Regions from separate parts of the Mus musculus genome. Here region 1 is linked to region 2. A link is a contact called in public Hi-C data. All regions are on one chromosome and are shown on one strand. Each heading gives the region's core, a stretch centred on a gene start, on an enhancer-like site or on the middle of the called end of the contact. The rest is flanking DNA. Distances are from core to core; before and after follow the strand shown.

Region 1 (4,555 bases), core at 1,955-4,454, 250 kb before region 2:
CGATCACAGAATCCTTACAGTACAGTAAACCTTTATTATCTTTGTTTGCTTGTTTTGTTTGTTTGTTTGTTTGTTTGTTTGATACAGCATCTCGTTATTTAGCCCTGGCTAGCCTAGAACTTACCATATGGACCAGGCTGGCCTCAAACTCACAGAGCTCCTCTGACCCTGCCTCTCAGATGCTGGTATTAAAGGCATGTGGCTTTTTAGTCCTTTCTATAAGAAATAAATAGTATTAAAATTGGTTATTGTAACGTTTCCCTTAGTAAATCAGACTGTGTTGGTGTGTGTTTCTTTCTCAGAATTAAAAATAATACAAATGCCGGGTGTGGTGGTGCACACCTTTAAGGCAGAGGCAGGCAGATTTCTGAGTTCGAGGCCAGCCTGGTCTACAAAGTGAGTTCCAGGACAGCCAGGGCTATACAGAGAAACCCTGTCTTGAAAAAGAAAAAAGAAAAAAAGAAAAAAAAAAGAAAAGAAAAGAAAAAAAGAAAGGAAAAAACCCAAATTCTATGGCTGTATATATTCTAACAAATAGTCCCAGGATGCTCCCTGTCTTACCTTTTGAGAGCTATTGCTTGTGACCAACATGGAAAGGAGCCAGGCCACACCCTGTCTTTTGAACAATCATGGACACAGTATTATTTGATTCTACTTTTAAAAAAATGTTTACTCAACAGGTGGTGGTGGCTCACACTTTTAATCACAATACTTGGGAGGCAATGGGAGGACGATCTCTGAGTGTTCGAGGCCAGCCAACCTGGTCTACAAATGGAGTCCAGAACAGCCAGGGCTCTCTTACACAGAGAAACCCAGTCTCGAAAAACAAGCAAGCAAACAAGCAAGCAAACAAACAAAAAGTTTCCATTTTTTCCCCTGTTTCTATCTCCCAAAGAACTCTACCACCATGCCTGCTTTTAAAGGTTTGTTGTTGTTGTTGTTGTTGTTGTAATATATTTAATATAGGCGCTGGAGAGGTAGCTAAGAGCATTGGCTGCTCTTCTTCAGAACCGGGGTTCAGTCTCAGCAGCCACCTGATGGCTCACAGCTGTCTGTAACTAAGGTTCTATGGTATCAGATGGCCTCGTCGGGTCTCCAAGGACACCAGGTGGCACATATGTGGTGTCTAAACATACATGTAGGCAAAATACCCATGTACATAAAATGATACAAATTTAAACATATTTTATGAGATATTTTTATTATTTTTTTTAGAATTTCACGCATGCATATTTGTATTTTTATGGTACTCACCCCTTACTCCTCTGCCTAAACTTCTAGATCCATCCACACCCCACTCACTCTCCAGCTGTCTCCTTATTTATTTATTTATTTATTTATTTATTTATTGACTCCCCCAGAGACAAGTTCTGGCTATCCATATGTTCAGGAGTGTGGGGCCATTGGCTGGAGCCTCTCCACTTACCAGGGGTCACACCCTCAAAGAGAATTGTCTTCCCCTAGAATCCATCCACTGTCAGTATGCTCTACTGTGTGTGCGGCTCTTGAGCCCCTAGCCCTCTGTGCTGGAGTAGGGACTGGCCTGTTGTTGTGCAGGTCTGGGCCTATGAGATGAGTGTAGTGGTCCTTCTTGGGTCCTCCCTGACGTCTGTCTGGCTCTCACTGTCTTTCTGTTCCCTCTCTTCAGTGGTCACTGAGCCTTGAGGGGAGGGTTGTTTCTTAGAGTGTATCATTAGGCCGCTTTCTGTTTGTATAAAAAGCACCTGTGATAACCCAATTTGAATCAAGACTTCAGTGTTGTAGGCCATTACATTTTCAGCCTGTGGTAAAGTAATGCATTACATTACAGCGGTGTGTGTGGAAGGGGGCGGGGAAACTATAGATTTCATAACAGAAAAAATGAAAGACAGAAAAAGACTAGGGTGTTTTCACAGCCTCCCAACGCTACCAACCTGGAAGCTAAACCTTTGACACATGGACTGTTGTTGGGTGGCACCCTGGATACAAACTGTGGTTCTGTGGAGGGGGCTGTGTTGTGTCAGTGTATGCACAAATGCATATGTGTGTTGAGGAAACTTTCAGGAGAGTCACCGCCACTGGTGACATTTAACGGTATCGTTTCTAGAGCGATGTCTTCCATGATATCGGAAGGGGAATTCTAGACAGTGCCTGGCGAGGCTACAATGCTACTCTCCTGGCCTATGGCCAGACGGGCTCTGGAAAAAGCTACTCCATGATTGGCTTTGGCACAAACAAGGGTCTTATTCCAAGAGTGTGTGAAGAGCTCTTCCAAGCTATTGAGAAGCAAAAGGAAAATCTAGAACCCCAGGTATGCCTTAGTTATTCTAGATTCCCGTCTCCTGGGAATTTTACCTGTTCTTCTCCTTTTTCTTTTTTTTTTTTTAAGATTTATTTATTCATTATATGTAAGTACACTGTAGCTGTCTTCAGACACTTTTTCTTCTCTCTCCAGCCCCACTCACTCGATCTGGCCCAAAGATTTATCTATTATATGTAAGTACATTGTAGCTGTCTTCAGACACACCAGAAGAGGGCGTCAGATCTCATTACAGGTGGTTGTGAGCCACCATGTGGTTGCTGGGATTTGAACTCAGGACCTTCAGAAAAGCAGCCAGTTCTCTTAACCGCTGAGCCATCTTTCCAGACCGAATTTCACCTTTTCATTTTCCACACGTGGAAGGCACCATCGACTGTATTTTCAGGTTTATGCGTGTGTCCTAAAATAGGCAAATATTTATATATTGTATTATGTCATAGACGGTGCTGGGACTTGGACCTACCCTGATTTGGGCATAAACATGGGCTCAGTCTCTGAAGTTCACCCAGGTGCCAAGGGTGGGTCTTACTGTCCCTGGCTCAGGTGCCTCCAGAGCAAGCTTTGAATCCACTGAAAGTCGGTGGCCATCACTAGTGTGACTAGCTCCAAAACATGACAGTAAAATGTCCGCAAACACCCACAGGCACAGTCCTTGCTCTAGATGGCAGCAGAGATCAGACAAAACACAAGAAGACAAGACCCTGCACCTCTTGGTGCAGAGGAGGGGTATTTTTTTTGTTGTTGTTACTTGTTTTGACCAACTGTTGGTTGAATCCATACATACAGAACCAACCTATGGTTTGGTAGTGAGATGCCATTCTAGAAACTTCTGGATCACCTGGGTTAGTTATGTGCAATGAGTCATTTCTATAAAGCCCTTCCTAAAACCCTCCCTCAGCACTGAGTGGCAGAACCCGCCTCCTCTCCCCCTCCCGTCCCCCTCCCGTCCCCTTCCTCTTCCTCTCTCATTCCCTTCTCCTTCCCCTCTCCTTCCAATCTCATTAGTCTTCCTGCCTTAGCCTCCTGAGTGCTGGAATACAGTCCCTGTATGGTGTCCGTTTTGTTGTTGTTGTTTGTTTTGGATCTCTTATGTGAGTATATACATGTGTAAGTGATACAAAGGTACGTGCACACATGTCTGTACAGGTAGGTGTACATGCCTCTGTGCACACTTGTGGAGACCTGAGGAGGACCCCGATGGAGGACCTCCATCACTCTCCACCTTGGTCCCTTGAGAAGGGGAGTTCCCTGGTTTTTATCTAGACTGGCCGGCAGCAAGCCAAGCGCGCCACCTATCGGCAGCCTCCACAATTACAGGTGAGCGCCGGCAGCCCTGGCTTTTTTTGTGGGTTCTGGGATCCAAGCTCAGGTCCTCCTGCTTGAGCAGTGCCTCCCCAGACGATTTTGTGTCTTTTTATAAAATTCATTAAGAACAATGCAGTGTGACACATTTACTAGAGTATGTTAGTGTTTCCCTGTTATGTCTCTTCAAGACAATATTGACTCATTACTCTCTCTACAGGTTATGTTTAGCATGCTGGAAATCTACAATGAACAGGTACCGGGCTCTCTCTCTGTCTCTCTCTGTCGCTCTGTCTCTCTCTGTCGCTCTATCTGTGTGTGTGTGTGTGTGTGTGTCTGTTTCTGTCTGTCTGCCTGTCTCCCTCCCCAGCCTCCTCTGCGGAGAATCAAACCCGGGTCCTCGAACTCACTAAACAGTCTTTACCACTGAGCCACATCCGTCCTGAGAGCCCATGCTCTGACACACATACCTGAGTGACTTCATGAATTACTAACACCAAGGACTCTGGCTGCCTGTCATTCTGTAATGCATGTGCCTCCCCCCCCCCCGCCCCCCGTCGTCTCCCCCCCCCCCCCCCCCGTCCCACTGCCTCTCCAGCACCATCTCAAATCCCTTGTTCTTCACACTGTATGCTTTAGCCACATAGCAGCTGTTTTAGTTACTGTCTGTTGCTGTGGTAAAACACCATAGCCAGGACAATAAACAGAAGAAAGGGTTTCTTTGAGGCTTATAGTTCTGGAGGGTAAGAGTCCGTTACTTTTGCGTCAGGGAGCGTGGCAAAAGGAGGCAGACACGGCGCTGAGGCAGCTGCTGAGAGCTCACATCCGAACCCACCAACAGGAAGCAGAGCCACTGGGGACGTCAAAGCCTAGTCCAGTGGCACACCTTCTTCCACCTCCTACTCCTACCCAGATGGTTCCACCAACTGGGGACCAGCTAGCCAATATCCAAAC
Region 2 (4,872 bases), core at 662-3,161:
GTCAGATGTCCTCCACTTCCTGTAGCTGACTTGTGCTTCGCTAATGAGCTCTTACAGTCTGTCAGCCATTGATACCTCTGCAGTTGTTAATCTAGTTGATTTAAGGAACTCGCTTCATTCGTATTTATAGAACTTCTTTCGGTTTGGATCTAACAGTCTATTTATAGATTGGAGACACAGGGTTTTAATCTTCCTCAGGGGAGCCCTGATGGGCTCAGGATGAAATCTGAGCAGAACAATAAACAGCACCAGAGTATAATTGCTGTGCTCCAGTAAGCTTTAATAACTCATAAAATATTTATCTGTGCTTTATATCACGTTAACTTTTAGATATTTTCATTGCAAAGTATATTTTTTTGTTAGTTTGCTAATTATAGTTGAAATTAAAGGCTCATTGTGAATGCATTCTCTTCTTTAATTCTGCTTTATAATTGGTTAAATCATTTTTTTTAAAAGAAACTTTATTTGGGTATAATCTCAAAATTACAGGAAAGTTGAGAAGAAACAGAGATGTTTCTTATGTCCTTTATCCAAATTTAGCAAAAGTTAGCATTCCCCATGTGGGCTTTGTCATGTTTAGTTGCTCTCTATTTATACACACATACATTTATTTTTTGAACCATTTTAAGGCTAGTCTGCATATGTAATTTTTTTTTTTTTTTACTTAAATAGTTCATGTATGCTTGTTTCCCTCTCCTCTTTCTCCTTCCTTTTTTTTTTTTTTTTTAAATAAGGATATTACATTGTCCGGGTTGGCCTTGAATTGCCTGTGTAGGAGAGGTTGCCCTTGAACTTCCTATGTAGAAGTTACCATTGAACTTGCTATGTAGGAGAGGCTGGCCTTGAACTTGAGGGTGACCTTGAACTGTTTCTGTTTTTACCTCCTAAGTACTGGAATTAACAGTCTTGAACAACAGTGCTCAGCTCGTTCTCTTTGTCTTTCTGTCTCTTTCCTTGTGGATACATTGAGGGGTGTGTGTGTGTGTGTGTGTGTGTGTGTGTGTGTGTGTGTGTGTGTGAGAGAGAGAGAGCACGTGCACACTGCGCACACACATACATACATATATCTACACATGTATGTATGCAGAAGTCAACCTTGAATGTTTCCCCTTGATCACTGTCTTCCTTGTTTTACATGAGGTAGGATCTCTCACTGGGACCTGTTGGCCACCAGTCAGGTGGGGCCAGTGAGCGCCAGCGAGCCTCCTGAGTCCATGTCCTCAGCACTACAAATGTGTGGCACCGCCTCTGACTTTTCACGTTTGCATGGTCCACACTTTACCCACTGAGCATTTTTCCAGCCCCTCGGCTTGTATTTTCTCAGAACAAGGATGTTTTGTTTTTCCTCCGTGTCCTGCTAATATTTCTCTCTTCCTCGCTGGCATCTTGCCTTGCCTGGTACTTGCCTTTTAGTTAGGCTGGCCTTACAGCAATCCTCCTGCCCCAGCTTCCTGAGTGCTGGAAGTATGTAAGTTTGTACCATCCGATTTTGGGTGGATTATTTTTGTGGAGTAGCAGCAACGGATTCAATCCCAGGGCCTCATGCACACTAGGCAGGCATTGTCCTACTGAGCAAACCCCCAGCCTCACACAGTAGGCTTTATCTAGTCTCTGTTTCTTTTCTTCCCATCTAAATCTATTCTGACGGCACACATTGCATAAACTTGTCGTATCCCTACTTTGTTATTGTGGAATTGTTCTTTAATTGTGACCATTTTTTTTTCCAGGCTACATTTTGTAATTAAAATAACTTATTTGCACAATATATAGTGACCAACCAAATGAGGTAGTCAACATTTTCCTCCTAAACACCTCATTTGTTTGTGTTTGTGGCTTTGAACTCATTCCAGTTCTTCACTGAATACATTACACTGCTCTGAAACAGGCTTCCTGCTGTGCTGTAGAGCAGTACCTTTCTCCTGTATCTGACTGCATTTTGGTGTCTGGTACTTGTCCTGTCTTTGTTCCTCTGCCCATACCCTTGCTCGAGACCAGTGACCTCTGCTCTTTACTTCTGTGAGGTCATTATATAAGTTTTTCGTGTGAGTAAGAAGATGCTATCTTGTTTCTGTGCCTGGCTCATTTCTTCCAGTTCCAACCACGTTGCCCCAAATGACAGGATTCTATTATTTTTCTGGGGCTGAGGACTGCTTCATTGTCTGTATGTCCTGTGTATTCTTTGTTAGGTTTTTGGCTCCATGCCTTGTAATTGTGTGGGAACCCTGCAGCTCCTCAGATAGGGTTCAGGGTCTGGGAGTGGTAGGCTTTTACAGCAGCACATATTTCAGTGGGAATGTCTGGGGCCTCCTGCTTTCCTTCTTTGCAGAGGGAAGTACTTCCTGGTTCAAGGTTGCTCTCCAGAGCTGGGGCTGTAAGTGCTGTGTGCTTAGTTACATTCTTTCTACAGCTACTGTGTTTCTTTCTCTGTGTGTTTCAGTACCTTTCCTAACCCACTCTGTCAGCTCCTACTCAAAAACTCAGTAAAGTAGCTGTTGGTTTTCTTTGGTCTTTTGTTGTATAAGACGTTCATCAGGTACTTCTAGGAAGCCATTTTGCTGAAATCCCTTCTGTCTGAAGTTTTCACAGTGGATTGCAGATTCTCTTTGTGGGGTGGGGCGGGATGGTGTGGATTCAGTGCTAGGGACTGAACTCAGGGCCTCATGCATGCTCCCTACCACTGAACCACTCCCCCAGGCCTTACAACACATCTGCATTTTGAGACATTCTCCATTAATTATTTTTTCCTACCCAGGGCCTCAGATGATTTTTTAAGAATGTCATAGCGTCCACCATCACATGGAGACCGAGGGCGTTTCAGTTACAGAATAACACGTTTGGATTAGCTTCCTTTGAAAATGGGCGTGGGGGAGGGGAAGGTGGGGGAGCTCGAGAGATGCTCTTCCAGAGATCCTGATGATATCAATTCCCAGCAACCACATGGTGGTTCACAGCTGTCTGTAATGGGATCTGATGCCCTCTTCTGGTGTGTCTGACAGCTACAGTGTACTCATATATATACAATAAACAAATCTTAAAAAAAAGAAAAGAAAAGAAAAGAAAATGAGATCGGATTCTTAGCCCGTGACACTTGGGAAACGTAAGATGATCTCAAGAGCCTGCATGTGTTCTCGAATTCTTCAGAATCTTTTCTTCTCATACATCTTCTCATACAGTTTGGAGCATGGATGCCTCCGCCCTCGTGCCTGTATTCTTTCCAGATACATACAGAACTCCAGGTCACCATGGCGTTTAGTCAATAGCCTGATAATGACTGGGGTTTAACCTGGTTAATATTCACTAAGGTATGGTAGAAACTTATTAAAGTTATACTTATTAATTAGAAATTTACAGTAATTGTGATGTGCTGGCTTGAAGTTTTCTTTGTACTGTTGAAGGCGAATAGAAAGGGATTTGCTTAGCTAATTAAGACTATAAACAAGAAGGGAGGTTTAATCCAATAACTATTTTCAAACACTTGTAAAATCAGCACAAACTAGGGATATGCCAATTAATATTTTTAAAATTAATTAAAGCAGTAATGTACTCTCTAAGGTTTTCTTTCTTGGTATTTGTTGAAGTTGATAGGAAATTGGACCTAAGGATATTTTTCAAGTTATCTTGTCTAAATTATATTAATATATCTGTATATATGCTATATTACTATCTTGTAAAAGCATAAGAAATCAAAACTAAAATTGTAAGGAAGCACAATCTTGGTTGTGATATAGGAACCAAATATGATAATTTGCATTATTTTATATTTTAAATATTAAAAAAGGTATTTCTTGATACCCAACCAGTCAGTTTTACAACTTGATTAAGACTCACTCTGGAAAAGAATACTGGATTCTGTGATAACCTTTAACCCCACATTAGTTGACTAATTTTTTGTTTTCTTTCTCTCTTTCTCTCTCTTTGTGCATACTTACGTGCATGTATGTGGATATCAGAGGACAACTTCTGTGAGGTAGTTCCTCTGACTGTGTGGGTTTCTGGGGCTGAACTCTAGCTGTGTCTCAGTTTAGGTTTCCATTGTTTTGATGAAACACCATGACAGAACGCAAGCTGGGGACGAAAGGGTTAATTTTTCATTTCAGTCACATGCTCCATCACTGTCCATCACTAAGGTAACTCAGGCAGGAGCTGGGGCAGAGGCTCAGGACCGCTGCTGACATGCTGACCGGCTTGTTCCTTATGGCTTGCTTGACTTTCTTATACCATCCAGGAGTGCCCACCCAGCAGTGATGCCAACCCCTGTGGGACCGACAATCCCCAATCAATCATCAGCTAAGAAAATGCACCAAGGGCTGCCCACAGACCAGTGCAGTCGTCTCCTCTCCTCTCTTCCCCTCCCCTCCCCTCCCCCAACTCTCTCTTTACACTGTAGCTGTCTTCAGACACCAGAAGAGGGCATCGGATACCATTACAGATGGTTGTGAGCCACCATGTGGTTACTGGGAATTGAACTCAGGACCTCTGGAAGAGCAGTCAGTGCTCCTAACCACTGAGCCATCTCTCCAGCTCCGGTGGGTCATTTTCTCAGTTGAGGTTCCCTCTTCCAAAATGACTCTAGCCGGTGTCAAGCTGATGTAGAAATGAGCCATCACAGTGTACCAGGCTTGGTGCAAGTGTTAGGCCATCTTCCCGGCCTCTTGATAATCTCCTCATTGTCATTTTGTTTGCCTGGTATCTACTGAGCGTTTCTTTACCCAAACCAGAAAAATGAGTAGCTGAGCAGAAAGTATGGTTCCCATTCTTGGTAGAGAGGTGACAAAATCATGCATGTTTTTAACTGTCATAACTCAAGGTTAGGCAAAGTACCGTGGGGCTGTTTATGCCAGTGTCATCCGTATAGTAGGAGGGCCTGCAAGG

The links. Hi-C and Micro-C count contacts between places; a contact is called where the count stands out from the background.
Region 1: a Hi-C map of embryonic stem cells shows a contact between it and region 2, with 4 times the contacts expected there. The contact joins two enhancer-like sites. A contact is called at or near these places in 9 of 39 promoter capture datasets (the C10 cell line, HPC-7-derived erythroid cells, embryonic stem cells and 4 more), 9 of 484 Hi-C or Micro-C datasets (CD4 T cells, the CH12 cell line, centroblasts and 3 more) and 1 of 115 datasets of contacts at active chromatin or transcription factors (stem cell-derived neural progenitor cells).

Annotation. Positions count from the first base shown.
Region 1 is chr1:179,733,665-179,738,219 of GRCm38.p6, reverse strand. It overlaps Kif28 (kinesin family member 28), which reads left to right. Exons shown (of 23, transcript NM_001370897.1): 3 at 2,087-2,290; 4 at 3,822-3,857. Among named protein-coding and RNA genes, the nearest start is that of Kif28, 9.3 kb to the left of the region's middle. Within about 2 kb of position 3,204, at least 15 of the 459 cell types and tissues checked have an H3K27ac peak or open chromatin away from gene starts, as enhancers often do. A contact at or near this core is called in embryonic stem cells and trophoblast stem cells, where this site is marked.
Region 2 is chr1:179,483,395-179,488,266 of GRCm38.p6, reverse strand. All of the region lies in intron 1 of Smyd3 (SET and MYND domain containing 3), which reads left to right. Among named protein-coding and RNA genes, the nearest start is that of Smyd3, 32 kb to the left of the region's middle. Within about 2 kb of position 1,911, at least 30 of the 459 cell types and tissues checked have an H3K27ac peak or open chromatin away from gene starts, as enhancers often do. A contact at or near this core is called in embryonic stem cells and trophoblast stem cells, where this site is marked.